Linked DNA regions of Gossypium hirsutum: region 2 is linked to region 1. The links are chromatin contacts, called in public Hi-C maps. All regions are on one chromosome and are shown on one strand. Each heading gives the region's core, a stretch centred on a gene start, on an enhancer-like site or on the middle of the called end of the contact. The rest is flanking DNA. Distances are from core to core; before and after follow the strand shown. Region 1 holds the start of LOC107887012 (receptor-like protein 4). Region 2 has its middle 25 kb from the start of LOC107887146.

The links. Hi-C and Micro-C count contacts between places; a contact is called where the count stands out from the background.
Region 2: a contact with region 1 is called in a Hi-C map of leaf, with 2.8 times the contacts expected there. The contact joins the enhancer-like site here to the promoter of LOC107887012 in region 1. A contact is called at or near these places in 17 of 34 Hi-C or Micro-C datasets (anther, callus, fibers and 4 more).

Annotation. Positions count from the first base shown.
Region 1 is chrD02:38,939,290-38,947,185 of Gossypium_hirsutum_v2.1, reverse strand. It overlaps LOC107887012 (receptor-like protein 4), which reads left to right and starts at 4,673. Exons shown (of 9, transcript XM_041088536.1): 1 at 4,673-4,832; 2 at 4,930-5,970; 3 at 7,008-7,158; 4 at 7,582-7,653; 5 at 7,818-7,886. The coding sequence starts at 4,757.
Region 2 is chrD02:39,028,490-39,036,385 of Gossypium_hirsutum_v2.1, reverse strand. No RefSeq gene overlaps it. Among protein-coding and RNA genes, the nearest start is that of LOC107887146, 25 kb to the left of the region's middle. Within about 2 kb of position 4,890, at least 3 of the 9 cell types and tissues checked have an H3K27ac peak or open chromatin away from gene starts, as enhancers often do. A contact at or near this core is called in fibers and leaf, where this site is marked.

The DNA.
Region 1 (7,896 bases), core at 3,424-5,923:
ACAATTGTCGAATGTCATCCTCCAAAAGTTCTCTTACATATCTAGGGGGTTCCAAAAAAATAACAAATTGGTCCATCATGCCACCATCTGCCTTCGCGATGCAATCCGCAACTCTGTTGGCCTCCTCCTGAATATGTCTGAACTTAACTTCCCAATGTTTCAAACACTACTGGTGAATACTTCTAATTTTATCAACATTACTCACTTATGCCCAATCATTTCGAATAAATTCAATCAACAGAGCATTATCACATTCTAATATTTAAGAAGAAAGATATATAAAAGATTCAAATTGTATAAGCATATAAAATAATTTCATTAGTTAGTAATCATATTTATAATCTAAATTATGTATTTATTCATTACCATATTTATAGTAAAATATGTTGTAATTTACGGGCAAAATACCAAAAAAGCCCTATTTTTTTTAAAATTTACCGAAATAGGCCCGATATTTTATTATTTACCGGAATGAGTCATTTTCCCCAAAATCGTGTCCACGTCAGCGCGATGTCAGGAGACGTGTCAGCAAATCGCGTCCACGTCAGCGTGCTTTGCTTACATGGACACAAATCGCGCCTACGAGGACGCGATTTTCTGACACATCAGCAAAACGCGTTGATGTCCACGCGACTTGCTGACACGTCCCTTGACATCGCGCTAACATGGACGCGATTTTGGGGAAATGGCCCATTCCGGTAAATAATAAAATACCGGACCTATTTCGATAAATTTTAAAAAAATAGGGCTTTTATGTGTAATTTGCCCCTTTTTTTGGTATTTTGCCCCTAATAATACATATTAATGTATTACTGTAATATGTAGCTCAAATTATGTATTGTAGTTAATATTCATAATATTGTAGCTCAAATTGTCAATCCGTCTATACTATTGTACTAATAATATATATTAATGTAATATTGAAGAGTTAATTGATTAAAAAAATAAATGCAACAAGTACAAAAAAGATTCAAAATTGTTACCAACAAAATTTGAACCAAGGTACTAAGGGAAAAGAGCAAGCATCTTAACCAACTAAGCTAAACTAATTAATTGACATATTATAAAAATACTGTTATTATCTTAATTATATTACTTACGTTCTAATGATTTATCGGACCTATTCCATACACGTGTCAAATTAGAAAAAATAATACAATAATTCTGTAAAAAAAACCCGGTGTTTACTTCAAATAAATAAGGAAAATAATGATTTGAATGTTTCAAAATTCAATTTTAAACCAAAAAAATCAAAATTTAATGGCAAAAAAGGATCTTTTTCGACGAAAACTGCGGCAAACCGCCTTCGACAGTTTGTCAGCGCGTAGATCTCGAAAAGTTATTCGAAATAAAAAAAATCGTCTCAATCGGACAACCGAGCCAAAAGTTATGGCCTTTCAAAGTTTTTCAAGCTAAAAAACATAAATTGTTCATGAATTATTGCTTCCACGTCAGCAAATCGCGCTTTCGTGGATGCGATTTGTTGCCACGTAAGTAATCGCGCTGACGTGGACGCGATTTGCTGACACATACCCTGACATCGCTCTGACGTGGACGCGATTTCGAGAAAAAAGGCCAATTCCAATAAATAATAAAATACCGGGCCTATTTCGATAAATTTTTAAAAGTAAAACTTTTATGTGTAATTTGCTCGTAATTTAGGCAACCATATTTTAACATTGAAATAAATACATAATTACTGAAATACAAGGTCAGTAATTATCGGAAAAAGGATTCACCTCATAACAATAAATAAAAATGATTACAAGTGGCACGGATAACAATATCACTTTTCATGAAAACAACATCTCACTAACTAATTTTCCTAAAATGCATGAAAGTTTTTTTTACCCTATGATGCATAGGTTGATTTTGTGGATTAATTAAAATATATTAAATTAATGTATGTTATTTTTCTAATAAATTCTCAAATAACATAAGTAAGAAATTAAAATAAAGTAATTGAAATTTAAAATATAAAATATGGGATATAAAATTAATTTGTAAACAGTACTAAAAGATAATTTTAAACTACATTTAAATATTTAATTATATTTTAAATTATTTTAAAATTATTTAAAAGCTTTTAAATTTCTTATAATTTTTAATAAAATTTAAAATTTATTTTAACATTATTGAAAATAACGTTAAATTTCATATAAATTTTAAATTTTTTTAAAATTATTCTTAATATTAATGTAATTAAATATTGGAATATAAATAAATAAATAATATTAATTTAAATTTTATTATTTTTTAATATGGATTGAAATATATTTAAAGTGAATTCTAAGAAAACAATCATCTAAATTATTTATCCACTTTTAAAAAAGTGGGGTTTTATTTGAGCACTTTCAAACAAATTTTACTCTTATTTGAATACTTTAAAAAGTTTAGCTTTCATTCGAGCATATTTTCTTATTTATTTATAAATATTAGACTCTTATATGAACATTTTGAAAAGTTCAACTTTGATGTGAGCAATCCAAAAAGGTTGAACTTAGCTTATGAAATAAGAGAATTAATTTTATACTTTTATTTGTTTATTATTTTTTCATAGACTCTTTTTTTTAGATGGTATGATATAAGCAAGAGATCTGAATCAATATTATACCCCTCTAATCTTGAACTCTCTTATTATACTTCTATCCCTAAAATTTCTTTTTTTAGTTTATTGATAAAACTCCAATCAGTATACAATTCATCAGAAAACAAATTTTCTGGTGTGAAAAAATATATAATTTTGTATCATTTCCCCAAAAGTTGCTAAACTGGGTGGATACGTAAAAGATATTTTTTCTTTTCCATCACTTTGACATGTATAAAAAAAATATTGTGACATATCATTTTTTATAGCATTTTCAACCCGGTCATTTTTTATATATCGCAAAGGTCGATTCAATCGTTTAGAATAAAAAAGAAGTGTCACAAGAGGTTTTTCACAGGAATTGATCGCATATAATAATTAAAAAATAAATTAAATTGAAACCAAGTATATTAAATAGTTTCATTAGTTAATACGAAATCGTAATTACTAAAATATAGGAAAAAGTGTGGGTTTTTTATTAAATTATTATAAAAAATTAAAAAATAACTAAAATATTATAACTTTTTTTATTTACCAAAATATCATAAATTTTTTTATTTACCAAAATATACCAAAAAAACTAAAAACCTGCAAAAAAAAAAAACCTGTGGCGGCACCAAAGGTGCCAAAGAGATTAGCGGCACCAATGGTGCCAAAGGACTAAAATGTAGCTATCTGCAATTTCAAGGACCTAACATGCAAATTTACTATTTTGAATTTTGAAAGTGAATTGTTGGTGGGGCGCACTAAAATTGAAATGTGGCTAATTGTCTTCTAAGCCCTCCTTATTTTAATTAAGTAATAAACTCTAATTAGTTAAGTGATAATTAAGATACTTAGAATTCTAATTAAGTAATAACTCTATTTTAATTTAATAAACTATTCTCATTTAATAAACTCTAATTTAATAAACTCTATTTTGGTAATTTGATGAGAATAGTTTATTAAATTAAAATAGAGTTATTAAGTAATTTGACGAGAATAGTTTATTAAATTAAAATAGAATTATTACTTAATTAGAATTCTAAGTATCTTAATTATCACTTAACTAATATTAGATTTAATTAAAAAAATTAATAGAAATACCAGGCATGCTTTATTGAAAAGCCAGAAGTAATAATAAAACCGATCACCCATAAATGTAACCCAAATAGAAAAAATAAATTATAATTATAAGCTATTCTCATCAAATTTAGTAAATTTTTTAAATAAACTATTCTCATCAAATTACCAAAATAATATATAAAATGCGAATTAGTTTATACTTTTTTAAATAGCTTTACTTTAGGTAAAATATATTTACTTTAATAATAAAATAAAGGGGTTTTATGAGTAAAAATCATAGATTAAGAGCTTATTTAACTACAAAAATAGGTTGAGAGCTTGTTTATTAAATAAAAAAGTGAGTTAAAGGGGGAATAAAAAGAAAATAAACAAGCCACAGGTTTTTTTTTGCAAGTTTTTATTTTTTTGGCATATTTTAGTAAATAAAAAAATTATAATATTTTAGTTATTTTTTATTTTTTTATAATAATTTAATAAAAAATCTAAAAAGTGTTCACTTCGTAACAATAAATAAAAATGCTGACATATTGCGCGGATAACAATACCACTTACCACTTTTCATAAAACCAACTTTTCACTAACTAATTTTTCTTAAAATGCATCAAAGCCTTATTTTAGATAATATCTTATTTTCTTAATTCTGCATCGCACGGGTTAATTTTGAGTATTAATTAAAATATATTAATTTTTTTTAAATTAATATAAATAATTAATAGTAATTATTTTTAAATATTAAAATCAATTTAATTAAATATTGAAATATAAATAATTAGATAAAGAATAGTGATTTTACATTTTATTATTATTTAATATGAATTGAAATATATTTAAAGTAAATTATAAGAAAACAATTATTTAAATTATTTTCAAAAAGCTTTTACTTTTCCAATTTGAGGATTTAGCAAATTGATTTTATACTTTTTATTTATTTATAAAAACAATATTTTTAATTGGTATTATGTAAACAAATTGAGAAGTGTGAATTAATATTATATCCCACTAATCTCGCCCTCTTTTACTGTCTGACTTTATACTCCTACTTTATAGTGTCAATGTCCAAAATCAAATCCCCCATTTCCCATTTTGTTTCTCTCTCATTCCACCATGTCCTTCCTCGTCCTTTTCCTGCTCTCCTTGGCTCCCCTCTTCCACTCTTCCTCCCCTTTGCCCTACCCTTACAGTAAGCCACTCCCACCACCTTTTGTTTTTTTTTTCCCTACTCTCGCTCACTATCTGCTAACTGCTGCTATTTTATTTTGTTTTTCTTTTCTTTGCAGACACTAGCTTCCACATTGACTGCGGCAGTTCCACTCCTTCCACCGACTCCTACAACATCTCTTGGCTACCCGACAAATTCTTCACTGGCGGCTCCACCTCCGTGGTCTCCGAGCCCCTACATTTCCATCTTCAACACGAAAAGACTCTCCGTTACTTCCCACTCTCCTCCGGTAAGAAGAATTGCTACAATATCCCCCTTCCTGCTGGCCGTTACTACATCCGTACTTTTACCGTTTACGACAACTACGACGGCAAATCCCATTCCCCTTCCTTCGACGCTTCTGTCGAGGGCACTCTCGTCTTTTCCTGGCGCTCTCCTTGGCCCGAATCTCTCACTCGAGATGGCGCTTACTCCGATCTCTTTGCCTTCGTCAAAGACGGTCAACTCGATTTATGTTTTTACAGCATTGCCACTAACCCTCCCGTCATCGCTTCTCTCGAAGTCGTCCAGATCGACCCTTTGTCATATAACTCCGCCCAAACCGGCGACAGCTACATTCTAGTCAACTATGGGCGGCTCTCTCCCGGTTCATCACAATGGGGACCCGGTTTCACATCCGACCCGGACGCCTTCGGCCGCTCCTGGCAATCCGATTCCGATTACCGAGCAGGAAAGTCGGAATCCGCTAAAGTTATAACCACTAAAGAAAAAATAACCGGTACCGAGAAAGCGCCGAATTACTTTCCCATGAAATTGTACCAATCGGCGGTGACAATTGAGGGACGTCTGGAATACGAATTACCAGTGGATGCAAAGCTTGATTATTTGGTGTGGTTTCATTTTGCGGAGATCGATTCGACGGTTAAAAAGGCAGGGGAGAGAGTGTTCGATGTGCTGGTCAACGATAAGAATGTGAGTAGAGTGGATATATTGAAGGAAGTTGGGAGCTTTGCGGCCTACAGTTTAAATTATACGGAGAAGAATTTGAGCAGTTCTGTGTTGAATGTGAAGCTGTCGCCTGTGGCAGGGGCTCCGTTGATCTGTGGGCTTGAAAATTACGCCATGGTTCCAGCTGATTTGGCCACGGTTCCTGAACAAGGTAAAGATGCTGAATTTTTATTATTTATACGAACTTTTTAGTGATCTGCATGTTAAGCTGAAAGCTGCGTATGAGAGTTTGGTTGGTCCTTGAAATCATTAGCTTTCTATAGGAAAATTAGACTTTTTGGGTAGTTAATTTGATTAGGAATGGTGGTGGGTAGGATATGCGATTTTTTTTATTTATCTGAATCTGCAAATTTACCTAAAAGTCCGAACCTATTTATTTTCCGCAAATTAACCGAGAGTTAAATACATTTTATCTGTTGGATATCCGAATCTGAAAAAATCCAATTTCGAAATTTTCATTTTTTTTATATCCAAATCCACACATCTGAATTCAAATCTCCTAAAATTCTGAACTTATAATCTTATGTATATGAAGTCAAAATTATAAGCATTTTGTAACCAATGAATTTGGATATCGAAATCCACATCGGTTATCCAAATAAGTAATGCACCCTTGGATTATGGAAAACCAGGTATCTACCCAAATCTCTAGTGGATGGTAATTTTAAAATCTGAATCCGCCAAAAAGAAAACAGATCGGATATCCAAATAGCTTTCTATTTAACATGTGATTATAATAACTATTATTTTATTAAAGTAGGTGCCAAGGGGAGATCGAGTTCTCATAATGAAAACTTAAAAAGTTTGAGTCTGTGTTCCATTTATTAATATTGCCCTAAGATATGTTAGAATCACTTACGAAGGATGGCCATATTGTCACATGTATTCATCTAGTGGGTTAAAAACTTCTAGATGGTTGTGATAAATGTGTGAGTTTGGCAAGAAAAAAGGGGAAATATGCTTGTCCTTGTTCTAATTTCCTTGGAAACTGGAGCAAATCCTTAAATGGGCCCTATATTGCGGTTGGTGTTAAAGATCAGGACTTTGAAGGAACTGATTCAATAGTTCTCTTGGTTTAGAAAATGAATAGATAGAAAAAGTTCACATGTAAATAATGTTTGTGCTGAAGAGAGAAGTTGGGATATATATTTTTGAAATGGATGTGTTACTTATTTGGCAATCTTGTAGTGGTCGCAATGAAAGCATTGAAAGATTCACTCTGTGTTCCTGACCGAATGGGTTGGAATGGTGATCCATGTGCTCCTACTGATTGGGATGCTTGGGAAGGAGTTACATGTCATACTAACAAGAATGGAACTGGCCTTGTCATTACTCAAATGTAAGTTCCGCCTTTGCTTCTATTTGACAAACACAACTCTCATACTTGAATCAAATAAAATTGGAAAAGTATAGACAATAGTAAAATGTGATAAAAATAGGAGCTTAGAGATGGAGTAATTACTTGTTGAGAGGAATTATTGTGCCAAGATGTAGACTTAGAATAAGAGACGGTGATACAAGAGAATCAGGAAGGTAATGTTTGAGAGAAATGTAAACATTGTAGAGAGAAGAAAAAATCAAAATGTTTCTGGATTATGTTGCAGAGGTTCTTTTTTTAGATAGCTATAAATTTCACTTTATTTGGGACATCATAAGTCCATTTACTATTTATTTTTGTGTGACTGGTTATAACTGTACCAGAGCCAAAATTTTATGTTTTTTATGCTTAGATCTATATATATTGCCCGTGCATGTATTACAGAGAACTTGGAAGTCAAGGCCTGAAGGGTTATATCAGTGAGCAGATTAGTCTCCTGTCAAACTTGATTAATCTGTAAGTATTAGCTGTGAAAAGTAAATGATTTATTAAGCGTTATTACCTTTCTGACTTGTTTCATTTGTGGAGCATTTAACTCATGACTTACAGTCTTTCATTGTTGCTTCCTTTGGAATTACTTGTCTTGTTATTGGAATTTTCATTTCTTTTAAATTGTTCAGGAACTTGAGTACTAATTCTTTGGATGGCACTCTACCAATTGGGCTTGGACTAAAATCCCTTGCACGACTGTAAGTTCTA
Region 2 (7,896 bases), core at 3,641-6,140, 89 kb before region 1:
TTAATAAAAATATAAAAAATAAATTTATTAAAAATTAGAATTTTTTATAAAAATCGTAAAAAAATAAATTTTTTAAAATTTTATAAAAATTAACGCCCTCTAGTTTTTTTCAATTAAAGTCATCATTTGTCGCAATACAGCGTGACATGTGGCGAAAAATGATAAAAAAATAAAAATCAATAAAAATTATAGAAAAATTATAAAATGTTTCTTTTGGTACAATAATTTTTATAATTTTTTTTCAAAATTTATATTTCTTTACATTTTGTGTAATTTTCTTATGAGTTTATAAAATTTTATATTTCTATATATTTTATAATTTTTTCGATTTTTATAAAATTTTACAATTTTTTTATATTTTTTTACGTTTTTTACATTTTTTTCTAATTTTTAATAAATTTTTAATATTTGAATTTTTTATTAAAATTTAATAATATTTATAGCTTTTATTGATTTTAAATTTTTTATAATTTTTAACAAAAGCAGGGGCTTAATTGCCTTTTTTGAAAAGTTTGAGGGTCTTTTTGATGCATTTTGAAAGTTCAAGTACCCAATTGAGTGTAAAAAAAAGTAGGGGATTAATTTCTTTTTTGAAAAGGTTTGAGGTCTTTTTTGATGCATTTTGAAAGTTTAAGTACCCAAATGAGTGCAAAAAAAAAAGCATGGACTTAATTGTTTTTTTTTTAAGTTTGAGAGCTTTTTGCACCATTAAGCCTTTTTTAAATAGTGTTAATATTAAGATAATTTATATAACATAATCGTATATTTTTTATAAAAAAAATTAGGTACTCAAATAAAAAAAAGGTTATAGTTTTGATACCAGTTTTCTATTTAAGCCTGATTATAGTTAATAATATATGATTTATAGTATAGTAACAAATGATAACATTTTGTAACTAAATAATAAAATAGAGGTAAAAACTCAATAACATAGTAATAAATAGTTTATAATATATGAGTAAAAAATTACTATAAATAAAATAATTGTAAATAATCGATAATAGAATATAATAATAAAATTTATAATTATAATTGTAAAAATTTATATAACTTATTAAATAAGTAAAAAATTATAAATATTAATTTTATAATACTTAACTGAAAATATATATTTATACTAAATAATAATAATAGGTAATACATAAGTGAAAATAAAATAAATTAATTAATAAATTTTTATTATAAAAATATTACAATATTCATATTTTAAATAAGTCACGTATAGAGAAAATTTATATATTTATTTTCTATTAATATTAAAATTAAAATTTTGAAAATATTATGTGCATAAATAATTATTTAGACCACTAATGGAGTAAAAAATAGGGCAATTTATCAAAAAAAGCCGTTTTTTTCAAAATTTATCGAAATTGACCGATTTTTTGATTATTTACTGGAATGGGCCATTTTCCGCGAAATCGCGTCCACGTCAGCGTGATGTCAGGGTACGTGTCAAGACATCACGTCCACGTCAGCGCAATTTGCTTACGTGGACACAAATCGCGCCTACGAGGACGCGGTTTGCTGACGTGGATGAACAGTTTATGTTTTTAAGCTTGGAAAACTTTGAAAGGCCATAACTTTTCGCTCGGTTGTCCGATTGAGACGATTTTTTTTTATTTCAAATAAATTTTCGAGATCTACGCGTTGACAAATAGCCGAAGGCGGTTTGCCGCAGTTTTCGTCGAAAAAGATCCTTTTCTGCCCCTAAATTTTGATTTTTTCAGTTTAAAATTGAATTTTGAAACATTCAAATCATTATTTTCCTTATTTATTTGAAGTAAACACCGGATCTTTTTTTACAGAATTGTCTTATATCATACTGTTATAGGTATAAGTCAGCTCATTCCACTTTTGAGAAATTCCCTAAAATTTTCCATTTTATTCAATTTAGTCCCTAAAACCTAAATAGTCATATTTTCAAATCTAAGCTTCGTTTTTCAATTCAAATTCAAATTCAAATTCATCCTTCCATAACATTCAAATATTCTTAAATACAAAAATTTCATGCTAATTTTGAAATAATTATACTTTAGTCCCTATACTCGTAACTAACAAATTATACTTTACAAATTAGTCCCTATTCATCTCTAAGCAGTTTGTCAGCGCGTAAATCTCGAAAAGTTATTCGAAATAAAAAAAATCGTCTCAATGGGACAACCGAGCCAAAAGTTATGGCCTTTCAAAGTTTTTCAAGCTAAAAAACATAAACTGTTCATGCCACGTCAGCAAATTGTGTCCTCTAGGGCGCGATTTCCGTCCACGTTAGCAAGTCGCGCTGATGTGGACGAGATTTCCTGGCGCGTACCCTGACATCGCGCTGACGTGGACGCGATTTCGCGGAAAATGGGCCATTCCGGTAAATAATTAAATAGTTAGCCCATTTCGGTAAATTTTGAAAAAAAGGACTTTTATTGGTAAAATACCCGTAAAAAATATCCAAGCAAGCCTATCCTAACTTTCTTCTTCTATATTAAGGTCAATTGATTTTATTTTAGACTTGCCACAAAATAATAATCCCCCCTCTTTCTATATATATATATGTAAGCAATTAGGAGATCCCAAGCAGTATATTAAATTTAGTCAATATATTATTATAAAGAATCAAACAAAATTAAATTAGAATAGAGTTAACATTTAATATTTTTAAAAATATATTATTTACTGTTTAACAGAGTTAATATTTTCAAAGTGCTAATAAGTTTTTAAATGAAGTCTTTTGTTTGGAATTAAATTGCAATTGTAAAGAATAATTTTCAAAATATTTTTTATACAACAAATATTAACTCTGTTACAGTTTGAATTTACATAATTTTTTGTAATAATATAAAATTTAAATTATTTTATATAATAATAGAAAGACTAATTTAAAACAATGTAGTCCTTTTTAACTTATATATAGTTAATACCTGCCATCTTTCTTTTGGCTCTGCCTAGATGAGACTATTGGTAACCAACCTTGAAATAATAGTAAAAATGTAATATTTTTTTGTTGGTGATGGGGATACTGATATGGGACAAGCACAATGATGCAACAACACTGAAGATTCTTTTGGACTTTTCTCTAATTTTGTTCTTACTCATAACAACAAACCTAAATACTAGAAAGCACAGCTCAGAAAGCATCACTTCCATATAACTGTACTTCATCCATTCACATGCCATCACACACTATTTTAAGAGTAAATTACCTTATTTATGACCCGAGTTTACTTGTTTTATTTTTTCCCTTATTTTAAAAAAATTGTTATTTTAGTCATTTTTATTAGATAAGTTGTCAATTTTAATCGTTCTACGGTTTAAATAGGTTGAGTCACCAAACGAAATGTTGACATGGTTTGATATAATAACAAAATTAGCCATCAATGTTTACCTATTTTATTAATTTAATCATGATTTAAAAAAATAACAAATTTAACCTTTAATATTTACGCATTATACTATTTTAATTATGATTCTAATAAGAAAATGTAAATATAAATTAATAAAGAAATTAAAATTTATAAAATACTAAAAAATAAATATTTAATTTTTTCTTCTAAAATTTAATATATTTTCACACCACCCTTCTCCAAAATCCACACTTTTCCTTTTCATCTTTCTTTTCTTTTTCGTTTTCTTAAATATTTTCTATGCTTATATAAATTTGACTTTCATTTTCTATTGTAAAAATGAATTAATTTTTCATTGTAAATTTGGATTATTTATTTGAATGAAAATAATAAGAAGGAAGATTTCTAAATTTTTAGAATTTGGAAGGAAATTAATTAGATAATGCTTTCATTACGAATCAAACATTTGTTAAAATTACAGATAAAGATTTAATTTTCCCAATCCAATTAATATAAGAATAACACTACCTTCTTTACACTGCAATCTAAAATCATCTCATCCCCACTATCTTTTCACTATTATTTCTTGTATTTACTTCCCACTTTTTCTCTACGATGTTTCCTCCAACCCCAAGCTCAAAAATTATAAATTATGCATTAATTCAGAAATATTAGAAAAGATACGAGACTTTGTTCATTCTCGGAAAACAAGTAACCAACAACGTTAGGTTAAAAGCTTTAAGAGATAAATCAGTTAAACAATTAAAATATTTAACAAGGAACAAAAATTGGCCTCGATTGAGGGAGATAAGAAGGAAAAGTGCAGATTGAAGGTGCCAAAATATATTAAAATTTTATATTTTTTTAAATTTTTTAATTTTTAGAATTATGGTCAAATTGGTATAATGTGTAAATAATAAAGGCTACATTTTAAAAAAAAGGATTAAATTAATAAAATAGGTAAATATTGAGAGTTAATTTTGTTATTATACCAAACCAAATCAATATTCAGTTTGGTGATCAAACCTAAATTAATGGTAGAGTAATTAAAAATTGATAACTTATGTGACTGGAATAACTAAAATAACAAAATTTTGAAATGGATGTGAGTAGTAAATAAAAAAAATTACCCCTAATTTAATTACTAATCAGAGTTTGGTAGCTTTCTATAATAAACGTATGGGTACATATACAATTATTGCTACATGTAGAGAACTTAAATTAAGATTAGATCAGTGAGACTTCAAATTTAAGAATAACCAATTAATTTTAATATATATTATGATTTCTTATGATTATATTGCAATCAATATTTTTAGAATCGAATCAATTAAATTATTAATTAAAATTAAAATTCAATTTAATAAATTTATATCAATTCGTAAATTAAACTCAATTTTATTTCTCTTTAGACCAATTTTGATTGCTGTAATTGCATGAGGACCACCTCTGGGGTTTCCTAACTTCAATCGTTACTCAAAAGGTCAACGTTAGTTATATAATGGGGAAGGGTGGAGTCACCATGTGTTGGTTGATTTTTGGTTACATAATAATGCCATTTTCAATCACCATCCAAAATCATAATCCTAATTCCTAATTTGGACCTGCCCCCCTTTCTATATTATCCACCCACGAACGACCCTCACTCTTTTTTTTTTTAAGTGGTAGGGTTCATTTATACTATTTCATGAGATATACACTCTGCCCTAATTTTCAATTTCCCTCTCTCTCTCTCTCTCTCTCTCTCTCTCTCTCTCTCTCTCTCTCTCTCTCTCTCTCTCTCTCTCTCTCTCTCTCTCTCTCTCTCTCTCTCTCTCTCTCTCTCTCTCTCTCTCTCTCTCTCTCTCTCTCTCTCTCTCTCTCTCTCTCTCTCTCTCTCTCTCTCTCTCTCTCTCTCTCTCTCTCTCTCTCTCTCTCTCTCTCTCTCTCTCTCTCTCTCTCTCTCTCTCTCTCTCTCTCCTCTCTCTCCTCTCTCTCCTCTCTCTCTCTCTCTCTTTTTTCTCTCTCTCTCTCTCTCGTAAATTTTATAAACAAACTTTGAAAAGGTTTTCTTAGTTCAAATTATTTGTCTCAATTGGTGTTTTAACACATGTTGTAACTTGGTAGTTTTACAAATAGATTACAAGTGGAGAGTAAGGTAAAGAACTAAATCAATACATCTAATTTAGTTCGAATTAGTCAATCTTACTTTATGAAGTCTTATTCAATAAATGATTTTATTCAACAATTGATCCATGTCACTTATTGGCTAATGACCAATTTACCCTTACAACAATGGTAATTGTAGCCCCAACAATGAACCTTATTATTTGATGGAATATTTTCAAAATACATATAGAATTCCAATAATTGCAAATGAAAAGTTGCAAGTACAACTTTTGGTCAATAGTTGTCATTTTTCATGGTGATAAGTTATATCTCTTGAATATCAAAAGTTATGTTACTTGGTTGTTAACCAAGAGTGATGCGTTATGTCTCTTATTATCAAAAGTTATGTCATTTAATTATTAACAAATAATCAAAATTCATTTGTTTGGAACACCAAAAACACCAAAATATATAAAACTTTTGTTTCTTTTGATTATCCTCCATATTCTATTATTTTTAGATTGTTCTATAAAGAATTACTACAAAATATTTTTTTATAGAAATTGATATTCTTGTTATTCTCCCACCAATTCTCAGTGGACTGTTTTCGTCAATGCAAAACTTAGACAACCATTGGGCTTCGTTGTATCCTTGTGGTTCATTTTCCAACAACTCTTTTGCACACCAAAATATAGGTGGGGGCGAATAGAACCTTAAAAAAATGACATTGATACACACATTAAAGCCTTTATTAATTTCTCATAAGTTCATTCTTATCCCTACACACCAACATTGTTACACACCCAAAATCCTCATTCACTTTCAAGGTTTACACTTCAAGAAATGGCTAACACAATAGTGCAAAAATACAAAGTAAAAAAAGTACAATACTCTAATGAAAATACTCCAAAGGCATGTCCCACAAGTGTAGCATAGCAACCTAAAGCCAAGATCGATCAACTTATTCATTCAAAATATCAAATTAATCAACATTTAAATTTGAGTTGACTTTATCCACAAAGTCTCCTCTTTTACTTTTTTAAAAATGCTTCCCCTCCATGTAAATTTGATCAACTTCAGCTCTAAGGAAAATAAACTGATTTAAACCTTAATGGATGAGTATAAATTTGATATTGTTAGAAAAACTCATCTCTCTCTCTCACTTCAAATTCAACCAAGAGATAAAAATAAATAAACAACATAAATAAAATCAAATGGAGTACGATAAAAAAGTCATTTGTTGTTTTCAGTCGTAATAAAAAAAACATGCAAGTCACAAATGCTAACTAAAACTCGTTACATTTTAATTATCTCAACTTGCTATCTCAAGTGGTATGTAACAATTGAAAAATAGATAATTAAAATCCCAAAAACTTCTTTAATTTATGTTATTATTATAAAAGATGCATTTTACTAAAATTTGTCTCTTGAACAAACTATGAAAAACATTTAATCTAATTAGATTTCATATTGACCTATATATTTAATAAAATCTTTGTTAAAAAAACAAATATAATTTTTTTAAAATTGAACTTTTTAATGATTTTATATAGGAGAATCATTAGCTTCTTCATTTGCTAGAATCATCACTCTTTCGAACTCCATTTGCTTATGAGTATCATTTGACTGCTTCCTTTGTACCTTTGAAAACATGGTAGATTCATTAAAGCTGACAACTTTACTAAAGATAATTTTCTTCGTTTCTGGACACCATAGGTGAAAACCTTTTATGCCAAAAGTGATCTTTAAGAACATTGCTTTCTTAGCTCTTGCATCCAACTTTAATTCCTTAACATGATAGTATGCAGCAGAACCAAACACATGTAAGGAATCATAATCTGTAGCAGGCTTCCTACTCCATTTCTCTAATGGTGTTTTCCTTCAATTGTAGTAGATGGTAGTAGATTAATGAGATGGCATGCATATGTTATAGCCTCAGCTTAAAACTCTCTACCCAATCCAACATTGGATAGCATACATCGAACTTTTTCCAGCAACATTTAATTCATGCGTTCTGCCATCCCATTTTGTTGTGGTGTAGATTTGACAATGAAGAGCCTGATGATGCCCTCTTCTTCACAAATATTTGCAAATGGATCACTTCTATACTCTCCACCATTGTCTATACGAAGATGCTTGATCCTTTTGCCCATTTGAGTTCCATAATCTTTTTTCACTTAAGGAAAACTTTTAACACTTCATCCTTTTTCTTCATTGTATACAACCACACTCTATTTTCCTCCCAAAGAGCTTGCTCTAGAGGGACCCCCAACATCTAAGTGAACATAATCTAATATAACTTTTGTATCATGGATTGCAGTCTCAAACTTCATGTAGCGCCCTTAACCCCATTCGGATCTTGGGTATTACCACACGAATACAAGCACAAGCTTAATCTACTCACACAATTTACAGATAATTACAACTTACTTAATTACAAAATTTTAAACTAAAATACATAAGTAAAAATAACGAG